Linked DNA regions of Mus musculus: region 1 is linked to region 2. Evidence: chromatin contacts called from public Hi-C data. All regions are on one chromosome and are shown on one strand. Each heading gives the region's core, a stretch centred on a gene start, on an enhancer-like site or on the middle of the called end of the contact. The rest is flanking DNA. Distances are from core to core; before and after follow the strand shown.

Region 1 (6,378 bases), core at 720-3,219, 420 kb before region 2:
CCACCTGAATAAAGAACTGGATGTTTTATCAAGCTGAGATAATTTTGAAAATGAAAGATGACATTCTTAAAAATTCTTTTGGTGCTTGGAATATAGATTAATAAAGCATTATCCTAGCAGAAGCAAGCCCTTACAATACTTAATACTGCTAAACCTTAATAAGAAGAACAATCGTAATCCTGAGTGAACAGGTGTACACCAGGAGCTTTAAAAAACAAGGAAGGATAAGAAAATGTTTCATTCTATGGAAAATAGCTAACTTTTTGCTCAGGACATAAATAGGAAAATCCAAATTTATTGTACCTTGAATTTTGCTAAACTTCCCCCAATTTGTAACTTTCCTTTGTGAAATTTTAGTGTCCAAAACTGAATCCTTTGGGAGAAAATATTTAAGTGGCATCAGTGACTGAATATATTGTCCACCCAGTAGTGTTTATATTTTAATACAAGACTACATCTCAAAATAAAGAAATGAATTTGTTATTATAAAAAATCAGATAAGTATCACCAAGTATTTGGGGAAAATGAGAGTTTCGACAGCATTAATAAAAGCATAGTGTGTGTTATAAAAAAAAAAAAATTCCCACTGAAGTGAAACGTAAGCCAGAGGAGAGCGTCTATGTCTCATCTTTTGTTATAACTCACAAAGAAAGGTTACCACAATACATAGGTGCCCCTATAACCTTCCCAGGAGTTATTTTAAATGAAGAATTTCAAATGAAGAATAAAGTTAGTCACACGTACAAGTGGGTGTTTATTTACTTAGGCTGGAGGGGCACAGAGCAGAGTTTGAGACATATTTAAATAAATCAAAAATTAAGAAAGAGGCTAAAGAGCTCTAACAATCAGACCAGGGCTCTGACTGTTCCTTTCTGTGGTTTTCTACGTGGGGCACTAAAACCTCCACTCTAAAAAGCCAGGATCCTACACACACAGCAGTGAGCACTAACAAAAAACAAAACAAAATCTGCAGTTTCACAACAGCCAGAGAGAGAGAGAGAGATGTGAGGTAACAACTAGGAAGTGGGACATTAATGTTTAGAAACCTTCCTTCTTAAATGAGGTAGGAAGGATTACTTCTGAGAGTCAAATAATGAATGAGAAGAAGAAATGTTTTATAGACAGGGTAAGGAGGTTAAAAAAAAAAAAAAGACTGAGCAGACAAGAGAGGGGAGACGGCATGTTTTTTCTTTTTTTTTTTTTTTTTTATTTAGTAACTATAAAATGAGCACTTCTCTCAAAAATAGTTAGATGAAACCATATAACCCAGAAAGCTAAGAAGTTAAGAACGAGTAGCAGTTGGAAAGGAGAGGCAGAGACAAAGACTGAGGGATAAGAAGGGGAAAGATGGAATGTTTTATATCGGATAATGAAGTAAGAGAAAGGCCAAGGACCCAAATCCATCAGGGAAAAAATGCTAATATGAAGCTTTAACATTAAGCATCATCAGGTAGAAGGAAAGCAAACATCATAACTCATGAAGGTAATAAAAAGTCACACAAAAAGTAGCAATAAAAAGTGAGGAAAAAAGTGGGGGAAACGACGAGACGGACAAAGAAACAACACACCATTTTTATTCAGAAAGCTATGCCCTTAAAGGTCCCCAATTCCATGCTCACTCTCAGTAAAGAACCAGACACACAATTCTTTTCCCAGACACTGAGGATGGCTTTGGCCCCAGACATCGCCCCTGAGCCCCCCTTACAAAAATTCTCTCTGTATGTGACCATCTCCTGGGAAAAACAACTGCCCAGGCCGCAGTTCCTCGGATAGTCCTTCATCAGAACAGTTCTCACAGGCAGGTAGCCTCGCTGGTCATACACAGGGATCCCATATGGCACAATCTGGACCTCGCAGAAGTGAAATCTGCATAAAGTAGGACGAAGCCAGAGCCGCACAAAAGGCGAGACACACATGTAGCGACATTGGCTCCGTGCCCTCTGACCCAGCTCTGTGTCTGTTCCCACACTCCCGACAAGCCCGGGCGAATGTGGCCCAGAGCTTGGAGGTAGCTGCGGTCTGTCACTGGATGAGCACGGAGCCGAAAGGAAGCTCAGAATTAGTCCCCCAATGGTGTGTGGATCAATTGTAAGACAGTGTCTTGTCATCCAAAAAGACAATCTACATGTGGCTGCAATTAACCCAGTTAGCCTGTGTCTAACATTGTCCTACAAAGAAACAGCCATGTAGTGAGATGACCAGAGCAGAATACTGCTTTGAAATTAGCAGATTAATTTAGTTCTCTGTAATCTGGGACTGGAATGAGTTGTGTTAATGGGCGTGTGCATGTGCCTGTGTACTTGTAAGTGGCCTGGGTTGTTTCTTGTTGCTAGTGTTTTCTTTCTTTCTTTTCTATTTTCTTTTTGTTTGTTTTTGTCATCATCATCATTGTAAATACACTTTAATAGAAAGCTACACTTATGTCAGTTTTTCCTGGGGAAAATCAATTAAAAAACAACTGAGAGCCAAGGGTTATAAATAATTATGTATTGCTGTAATCTTACAATTTTGTAAGAGCTATCTCTTAACAGAGGTTATAACCAATACACCCAGGTTACCCAAGTACACACCAAACACTAAGTTTAAGATGTGCAATATAGAAACCAAGCCAAAACTACTTTCCCAACTTGAAAGTGTAGCCTCTCCCCTGTGCCAGTGTTTGTGTGCTGTTGGGTGCTCTTTAAAGGAAATATATATATGCTATGAATTAATTCTCAGTATCATCCAAATCAGAGTTGCCATTATTATAATTCCAAGTCAAAAACATATGTAGAATTATTACTATGGATGTTTATTTCAAAGTGGTCGTTATTTTTTTAAACAGAAATGCTTCTTCAATTTTCCTAGATTTTTACATAATCTTACTACGTATGTTCTCATTTCACTACTCTTTTCTGATATAAAATAAAAAGCATTTCACAATCTTTATTTTGAAAGAGGAAAAGTTTTAAACCTTCTTAGCAAGCTGTTGATGTCCATTGCATGCTTAAGGAGAAAGAAGAGCTACGGGGAAAAATACTGAGTACATCAGGAACAAGGGGAGACAGTCTTCTCTCCTTGTGAGGCATCCTAGGACCTTCAAAAGCTGCATCGAGAATTTTGCAAATAACATGACCTCAGAAGGCTTCCCTCTGAAGGATGTCTGGTATCTTCACACCTGATGCAAAATCTAGGCAAATCACTGCGCTGGACTTCACAGTTACTCTATACACATGACCCTGCGAGCCTAGTAACCACACGATCACTAAAAATAGTCAGAATTTAGCTGGGCGTGGTGGCACACACCTTTAATCCCAGCACTTGGGCGGCAAAGGCAGGCAGATTTCTAAGTTCGAGGCCAGCCTGATCTACAGAGTGAGCTCCAGGACAGCCAGGGCTATACAGAGAAACCGTGTCTCGAAACCCCGCCCCCCCCCAAAAAAATCAGAATTTTTATGTTCAAAAGGAGCAAACAGTTACCACAGTTATACCCAATATGCATGCCCCATGTCAGCAGGTTAGCCAACCACAGTTTCCTGCAGCCCACCTGATTCTGGTCAGCTTCAGGCTTATGTGGGAGGCTTGCAATGGTATTCTTATTTTACCAGAGTGTGTTAACAGATTCAAATGTAGACTGGGTGGTGGAAGGAAGAGCTCTGAGAAAGGAGGCATCTGAAAGGAAATGAACAGTATTGTTTTCTGTTACTGCTCAGGGTTTCATTACAGGGTTCATTTGTTCTCTAAGTACAGGAGATGGAGTCCACTGCATATGCTAGGCAAGTGCTCTACGGCTGAGCTACACTGCTAGCTTTTCAATATACTTAATAATAATATCTAATTTGAAATGACAATGACTTGTTTTGTTTCTGACTTGTTTGGGGGTGTCTGAGAAGTTGATCCATAATCATACCTGTAAACAGGAATAGACCATACCTGTTCCTCTGTGGTAGAATGCAAGCTTCGTATGACAAAGCCCTGGATTTGAACCCAGCTTCACATTTAAAATAAGAAAAAAGATTATTGCCTAAATATTGTATTATTTTCAAAAATGTGTATTGTAGTATCCATTGATGCCTCATAATGCTTGCTAAGCTTATTACAGTGGCTTCTAGTCAGTTATAATATAGAGTTATAATATAGAGTTATAATATAGAGTTTTATATGACATGCTTTACCAATTATTTCTTTAGTAAGGATTCTAAAAGATTAGAGCTGGGCGTGGTGGTGCACGCCTTTAATCCCAGCACTTAGGAGGCAAAGGCAGGCGGATCTCTGAGTTTGAGGCCAGCTTGGTCTACAGAGTGAGTTCCGGGACAGCCAGGACTACACAGAGAAACCCTGTCTCGAAAAACCAAAAAAAAAAAAAAAAGATTAGAACTTTAAAATGTTCTAATTTGACATTATTAGGTAACAAATATAAAATATAAGGCATAATTCTGTAAAAAGATAAAATTATAATTTCTGAACAAAACATTCTTGCTAATAGTTGAGTCTTTTAATATAAAGCTGAGACACACTTCCTCTGCATATTTTCTGGTACTCAACTGAAGGAAATTTGATTAAGATTGGAGAGTAAGTGACATAAAATAATTGGAGGAATGCTAGCAAAGACCTCATCCAGAAGGAATGGCAGTGTTCTAGCATTAATAATGCATCTCTTTGGATGAAATGATGCCCACCCATTCCTGATGTCTATTTTTAAGGTGTACATACCCAACTGAGGTGGCTCTAAGTAATGTCTCTAACACCTTACCACCAGTGAAAGTTCCAAGAGGACTGCTTTCTAGAATGCAAAGATCTGTGGAAGAAGAAGTAAGACCAAGCCCTGAAGTATTAAACCTACTTTACTCTTGCCTCCCCAAGTTCTACATGTAAAGTTTCAGTATGGCCAAAGACACCTGCACCATGGGCTAACTGAACACTTAGTCCTAGGCTGGCTGGGTGTATCACTCACCCAAGCATCCTGCTTTCAGCTGGTGAGGAACATTTGGGATCCGCTATATATAACTGGAGGATTTGATTTTGTAGTATTTAGCAATGTACATATTCTATAGTGTAAATTATATTTAAGTCATTCTTAAAACATATGTCCATGCATTCACAGCTGTCTGCAAATGAAAGTAAGGTCCCAGTTTATCTAGATACAAACAATACTTTTCTAGCCCCTGATTTTCTCTACAATACACTAAAGCCATGAATGTTTCAGCTAGTTATCTTCATAATCTGCATCAGGATTTTTTTCCTCTCATTGTTTACTGTTCTACCAAAGCTTTTCCAGAGAGCATTTTATAGGCAAGAAAAATTAACTTCTTTAAGAACAAATAAAGTGTTTTGGAGCATAAATGGCCATACCTGAAACAATTATCAGGTCAAATTTGAAGGTCTGAGGGGCATCCTGTCCAACATCCTGCCCCAGCAGCCTCCTTCCAGCCTCCCATCCCATCACCTCAGCAACAGAAACCCTCTGAGGCACAGGTCACTCCACTGTGGCATTGACAAGAACACATTCCCTGTGGGTGGTCTGGCTTTTACAAGTGTTTGGACACAAATACATTAATGTGGCCATTTTAAAGCAAATGATTCTTCTATTTTTCCCTGAAAAAAAAAAATCATCCTAGCAGGGTTTTGCTTTCTAAAATACTGTTGCTATTGCTACTGTTGTTGTTTTTAATCTAGAAAATCCAAATACTGAGTAATTTTCAGATTGATGTTAACTCTTGGTTTCCCATCACCCTTCCACCACGTAGCCAGCTCAGGCATTACATTCATGTTTTCAGCTCTGAGCATCGCTATGCCCTGCCTTACTGCAATGATGTTTAGTAGCCTGTCAGTTCCCAGGTCCCAAGGAGTGCAGCCAAATGGTTTTCTACTTAATCAGCATAAAGTGTGAACAGTCAGAAATCAGCTGAGTGCAGGGCTGATCCTGACCATCACAGCAATCTCTATTCTAAATAGGTAAAATTTCAAAGCCTATTGGTAAGCAAAATGTGCTTTCAAAATCCTGTTTTAATTTGTTTTAAAAGAAATAGCTGCATTTTTTTTAAAAAAAAAAGCAGTTTTACATTGACATTTATGGATCAAGTTGATCTGATCTATATGAGGCATTGAGCATATAACAATATATATTCTTCATATAACAGGTACTTCAGGGTGTTAGAAAGTATTAGGCTGTTCTCATGATTGCCAAGAATGGTCATGTTATTGGCAACAGCCTGAAGATGAAAATGACTAATTCACTCATAGATTATTAAGCAACAGGATGTACTCAAAATCAAAGGACCTTAGTTCTTCACATTGAGGAAAGAAACAGCAGGACTTTTCAAGGGTTCTTTCTGAGGTCCAAGTTCTAAGAAAGTCCCAAAGGCTTCTTAAAGTTCTAGTGGTTTAGGCAAGGAACAA
Region 2 (6,413 bases), core at 2,558-5,057:
ATATTCTTATTCCTAGAGAGTATATTTTGACCCTTTTCACTCTACCCATCTAGCTTCCCACAGATCCACCACTTTTCACTTTTGTATCCTTTTCTATTTTTTTTTTTTTGTAACAAACCAATCTAGACAAATTTAAGAGTAGATTTTTAAAGTCATAAGTACACTTTTATGCTTCTATGATTTAGGTATTTTTTTATAATTTAGTTTTGATAGGAAACTAACTTAATTTTCTCTGAACAACTTGCATTTTCAGTTTCTTCCTTCAACCTTCCCCCTTAAGTTCAGAACACACAGAGCATTTGAATAGAAAGAATCACTCATTTTCCTCTTCAAAGCAGAGAATCAGTTTGGAAACAAAAAACAAATCAAACCTTACACAACTGATCCTGAGTTTAGTTAAGATGAGTTTCTCGGCAGCTATAGGATGGAGGGGCTTAGCTAAGTTTACTTGGCCATTAGTTTTGTATTTGTTCCTATGTACGGTTAATGTCATTTCATGTAAACTTTCGCAAGCAGCAGCAGTTTTAAAACACATAATTCTGAAAGCATTGGGACATGAGGTCAATATGTACTCTTCCTTGGGATAAACGCTGACCAGAAGACACCAAGCATGTCAGTCATAAATCCATCCTCATTACCATAAAGCAACATTTCATCCAAACAGTCTAAATAAACTAAATTGCTATTGAAAATCTATTAGCAATACCACCCATGCTTCCTAAAATGCTGTTCTGCCCTTATTTAGTTTTGACTCTCATAGAATGACAGGACTGCACACATTGTCTTGTGTCACCTTAAAGATTATCAGTGAGCTAGCATCCACATTCCTATTATTTTAGAATATTTATTCAATTTCAAAATGTTTATTTTCCTAAATTTAAACATATTTAATATGCACAGGCAATTAAATCCTTTAATATCATTTTCTAATGGGCTGACTGTAATGAGTTTATTCTGTAGGAAAACAAATGGAAACATTACAACCAGTTCATTTCAGTTTATATGGCCTATAAGAAAGATTTATTTGAGGTAAAGAGAAATTGCCTTCAGAGAATTAGTGAATGAGTTTCATTTTCAGTATAATATCAAAAAGATAATAGTAATAGTTACATGAGAAGGCATTTTTTTGGGTAAGAGAATTCATAAATTTTTCCAATTGGGTCTTTTTTGTCTTTATGACTGACAAAGATCTGAGGGATGCTATTGTTACTGTCATATTCTGTTGACTATATACCTAAATTTCTTTTCAGCCTAACATCAAAATTTGAATTGACATCACAAACTGTCAATTATCTTGAGCACCAACTTGTGTGGGCTACAAAAAGTATTTATTCTAAAACAGCACGTATTCCACCATAGAATTCTCATAGAACAAAACATTTTCATCTTAAAAAATAAGAGATCAGAAGCTGTTAGCTTGTTCTGTATGTAGACATTTGAGTTAAGTTGGTGTGAAGCTTATTTCATTTTTTAGTTTTCTTTTCTTTCATCCCTTGATTTCTTTTCCCTTTCTCCCTGTGTCCCTCTTCCTTTTCTTCCTCCCTTTCCTTTCTTGTTTTAAATGGATGGACTTCTAATCCTCCTATCTCCATCTGCCAAGAGATGGGATTACACTCAATTCAAGATTTCTTCCTGGTTGCTTCAGTTTCTAAAAATATGCTTAATCTCTGTATTTTGTCTGTCTGATCGGTTAGGTTGAGATGCTGGAGAATGGGCTACATGTGGTAGTGAAGCACTTTACCAATGAGCCACATTCATCCTTTCGTTTTTCATTTTTAAGACGTCAACATATTGAATAAAAGCCTTTATATCTTAACAGAAAGGCCACAATAATTTTTCCCAACAAATGAATTCCACCTTCAGGTCTATCCATTTGAATCAGTTGATAAATTAGTTTATATTAAAAACAAAACAAAACAAAACAAAACAAGTGTTTGCCTACTAATCCTAAGATTCCAAGATTTAAACTTTTTAACCATAATTTCATTGTTTTAAACAAATCTGTGGCCGAAAGATGTATTAAATTTGCTTTTCTATTGCTGTTGCTTTGGTTTGTACATTTATTAAAAATCAATGCAACAGAAATTATCCTGCCTGATCCTGGTCTCTATACCATACCAGTTACCACTGAGCCTTACATTCCAGACTCCAGGGTTCTAGATATATCTGATTTGTATCCAAGGCCTAGTTTAGAGAAAGCAAAATTTTGAATAATTGTGGGAAATATGAATTAAAGAATACCAGACCTAATAATATATTAGAATAGATCTTCCCTGGTAAATAGAGGATTGTAATAGTTCTAAGAATGGAATTTAATACATGTTTTTCCCTATCTCTTGAGCTATTCTGAGCATTACTGAGAATCATCACAGAGCACACAGAAGATTCTAGAAGAAAGATAAGTGTGAGCAAACCTAAGTGTGCTAACTGACATGCAAATTATGGTACTCCTTCGGCTCTAATTTATGTTTTTCAAAGATTCTTACAACATCCATTTCTTTCTATCTTCTGAACAAAAATAGCTATGACTTCTTTGCAAAACATGAGAATCTCCTCACTGCCTTAGGCCTGTTTACCCACAAGCTCGTTTTCAAGGGACTATGTGAATTTCTTTGCAGTTACCCCAGTTACCCTAGTTGGAACTGAATTTGATTAATATTATCAAAATGAAAGTGGCAGTTATGCTCGGTAGTTAATAATTTGGCTGTTCATAATGTTATAGAAGCTCATGATCATACATGTGTGTCAGGAAAGAGATCATATATTGAAACACTTCTATTGAGATCCTCTTTGGAGAGGAACAGAGGCATCCCCTCGACTACATGATTCCATTTTCTCCTTAGAGGCAAACACCAGTGCCAGTTTCAATCCTGACATCAGTGCTCTTAAGAAGATCTCAGGGCCGCCCAAGTGCATGTTTCTTGGCCACCTGTATCTGTCCAAGAAAATGCCCTGGAGTGAGCAGGCTTCATTATGGCCTTGGCAAAACACCAGCATGCACCAGCTGCATGGGGGACTGCTCAGCCCCCTGCCCAGAGAAGAGGAATATAAGTCGTCAGTCTTCCTTTATGGGTTTTCATTAACTCTCTTCTAATCTATAGCATTAATTCTTGGACTTCTGGGAAAACAGAGTTCTCTAATCCGAAAATCTTAAAGGCAAACATCTTTCTTTTCAAATCTACTTCTGGAATCTTTGGCCTTTGAAAGTAACATTCACAGCAGATTTAAAATATCCACTATTTGCACAGGACAAGGCAATGGTTCATCTTTCCATCCAGTTACCTGTTATCTGAATGCACCAAATTAGCTAGGGGGACCAGCATGGGGGGCAGGGTGGGAATCTGTTACTTCAGTTAGATTTACAGGGACTCCTTGTAAACAGGGTGCTAAAAAGTGTGCTGGATTTTTTTTTAACCTTTTGTGACACACAACAGAGCTGTGAAATCAGTGAATTAAATAGTTCCAGTCCCCTGGGCATACATGAGCAATGGCATAAAATAGGCAGCACCCATTAGAACATTACTGTTACGGAGCAGATGGACAGCTTCAGGTTCAGTCCTTTGTCCTTACTTCAGAATGGGGCCGGACTGGGAAACGACTGTAAATTTTCTCAAAAGAGATGAATAGGAAAGCTGTTAACTTTTTTCTTATTTAAAAAAAAAGAAACCTGGAAAAAGTCCAAATTACACATTTTGCAGCTCTGACTGCAGTTCTTCAGCGTTGCTGCAAAACATCTGTAGGTGGCTAAGCGCTCCCCACCTCCTTTCCCAAAATGGAATAGCTCATTCCCGGCATGCTGTCCAATGCCTGCAAAGACATATGTTTACCAAACCAGTCCACGACCATATGTGTGCCGCAGTTTCTCCACAGCGTACTGCACGTGAGTTGATTGGCTTAACACACGAGATGCAGAATGGAGATGCAAGCAGGATTGGAGATTGAGAAGGAAGGAAAATGTGGGAGCAATAAAAAAAAAGAGGAGAAAGAGGGCGAGAATTATTTTTCATTGTACTTTTCAAGCATGCTCCCTTTGCGGTAAATGTTGATGAGAAAATTCCCAGTCATATCATAGCAGTTTTCCTACAATGCAGAAAATTCAAGCACAAATTAGATGATCTATGTCCTTCAGATGCTTGAACTTCTAATCATCCTGAAGCTTATTCATACGATAAATGACAAGTTTATCTAATGAAACAAACCATTTGAGTTTTAATGTTAAAGTCAGATCTAGGATGTTTAGTACATTTTGAAAATTTTCAATATAGAACCTCAAATGCAACATATTCTTGCTAGAGCCAGGAAATAATTCTATCCATCAAAGAGGGAAAAAAATCATAACTTTTTATATAGTTCTTAGATCTATTTAAATAGTTGTGAACTCTAAAATGATTCTTTATAATAATAAAAATACATTTTAGCAAAAATGAATTTCTGTATAATATTTTATTCAAAAGTTTTTGTTCTGTACATTTAATTATTTAAATAAAACATCAATGAGACAAATTGCTGGTCATGCATGTCTTCTAAATATCGATATGCAAAGATTAATAAACTGAAATATATGTTTTATTTTAAAAGGGCTTTATTAATGAAAAATAAGGTATGCCTTTTGAAAAGTAAAGAACTTAATATAAATATCTAATATGAAGCTAGTATGTTTAATGAGTAATTACAGTACAAAAATGCGTGAGAATTTACCAAGTTTCATCTCTCCTCCTTTTTTCTAACATTCAGAACTATTTATAGTCAGTTTATAGATTTAGACAAAGCTTCGAAATAGCTAGAATGCCTCACTACAAGCAACTCTCTTAGGTTTCTGTAGGATTTACAGTTTACCCTTTGAATAGATGCCCATACTTAATACATTTTAACTTCTTCCTTTTAATTTCATTACACCAGTTACAAAAATGAAAGAAAACATCTACTACTGCTCTGGTATGTCGCAGTGTTGTCATGGTCCACAAGCCAGGTGCATCCCTTCTACCTGGAAGGAAATAAAAAACCATCTGGAAGAACATATTAACCTGCAGTGTTGATGGCTTCAGAGAACCAAAGCAAATAGTTTGTGATTTAAAATAATTTGCATTCTCAGAAAAAAAGAAAGCTAGACATGAAGTCTTTTGCATGGGTCTAACACTTTGAAGACATTTAACACTATAATTTCTGACCTTCCCTACTTTCCTACTGTGTTATATTGTTAATAGATGCAGTGGTTTGGATAACCAGTTCCTTATTTGTGATGAACTAGCAGGTACTCCACAAGGGTCTTCAGACAGATGGTGGGGCAGAATCCTTTGGTTTCTATATAGGTATTTCAGTGGATATTTGGTGGATCACTTTCCATGTCACAGTGTTAAGTTGTTTCAGAGTCTTGTTTTTTTCTTGTGATTTTTGTTTTGTTTTATCCCCCACCCCCACCCCTGCCACTAACTACTAACTTCCTTTTTATTGCTTTCAATGCCAATTCTGCTATGCATTCCTGGAAAAAAGTTATTATTTCATTGAAGTGAAAATAGGATTATTTAATAATAGCAAATCAATGTCTTATGGTGATAAAGGGATAGTGATTTAACCTTTATCTGGGCATTTCAAGGCAGAGAAAACAGAGACTTTTTCAGGCTGGGCTGCAATTCCATGCATTAAGTTTCAAAGGAATAAAAGTCTGTTTTCCAGTGCATTTACCAACTCCTAGAAAGAGACAAAAGTAAAGATTTTTATACGCCCAGTGATTTCCATGGGGGAATATTTTGTTGATAAATCTATGAAAATCATGCACATTTCTCCTTCACAGGCACAGGAGGTCTCAAGGCAGCTTAGTTTACACATATAGGTTTGTTGTTTACCCCTCAAAATTATATTGATGGATATAAACTCTGTTTAAGATAATATATAAATTCAGATAATTTTGCAAATTATTATTTAACAGCTTAAAATTGCAACCTATTGGATTAAAACTGTGTGAAGTTTGTGCTACTTTTCATGATCTTTCTCTAAATCTTCCAGAATAGAAAATCAGTCTGCAATATTAGAGACGAGAAATACGCTTACAACTCTGACAAAAGCAAAGCGTTACTTGGAATACAGACCCAAGTCGAAAAGATTTCAAAACAAATTTGGATCTGAGATGAAACTGCATGCCAAAATGCAGACTGGTTACTACCAACCACAAATGGGGTTTTCTCAGCTGAATCTCTAAAAGTTGCTGGGCACAGGCCTACCTGAGAACCTCTGAGGCCCTTATCAGGACTGTCTGTTTCTACTCCCCAGACACACGTCTCTGACCTTCTCAACTATTTTTACAATTGTGAGGGAGTGGGGCTCTAAAATTCGAGTTCAGTGTACAGAGAGTTAATTTAAATTTGATAACAAATGGCTCTGCTGCAGAAATGAATGCAGCCTGGCAACTTCAACAG

The links. Hi-C and Micro-C count contacts between places; a contact is called where the count stands out from the background.
Region 1: a Hi-C map of cerebellum shows a contact between it and region 2, with 4 times the contacts expected there. The contact joins two enhancer-like sites. A contact is called at or near these places in 3 of 39 promoter capture datasets (the C10 cell line, hippocampal neurons and liver), 4 of 484 Hi-C or Micro-C datasets (cerebellar granule neurons and cerebellum) and 1 of 115 datasets of contacts at active chromatin or transcription factors (neural tube).

Annotation. Positions count from the first base shown.
Region 1 is chr13:84,400,307-84,406,684 of GRCm38.p6, reverse strand. No RefSeq gene overlaps it. Among named protein-coding and RNA genes, the nearest start is that of Gm41011, 60 kb to the right of the region's middle. Within about 2 kb of position 1,969, at least 23 of the 459 cell types and tissues checked have an H3K27ac peak or open chromatin away from gene starts, as enhancers often do. A contact at or near this core is called in cerebellar granule neurons, cerebellum and neural tube, where this site is marked.
Region 2 is chr13:83,985,290-83,991,702 of GRCm38.p6, reverse strand. No RefSeq gene overlaps it. Among named protein-coding and RNA genes, the nearest start is that of Gm17750, 76 kb to the left of the region's middle. Within about 2 kb of position 3,807, at least 68 of the 459 cell types and tissues checked have an H3K27ac peak or open chromatin away from gene starts, as enhancers often do. A contact at or near this core is called in cerebellar granule neurons, cerebellum and neural tube, where this site is marked.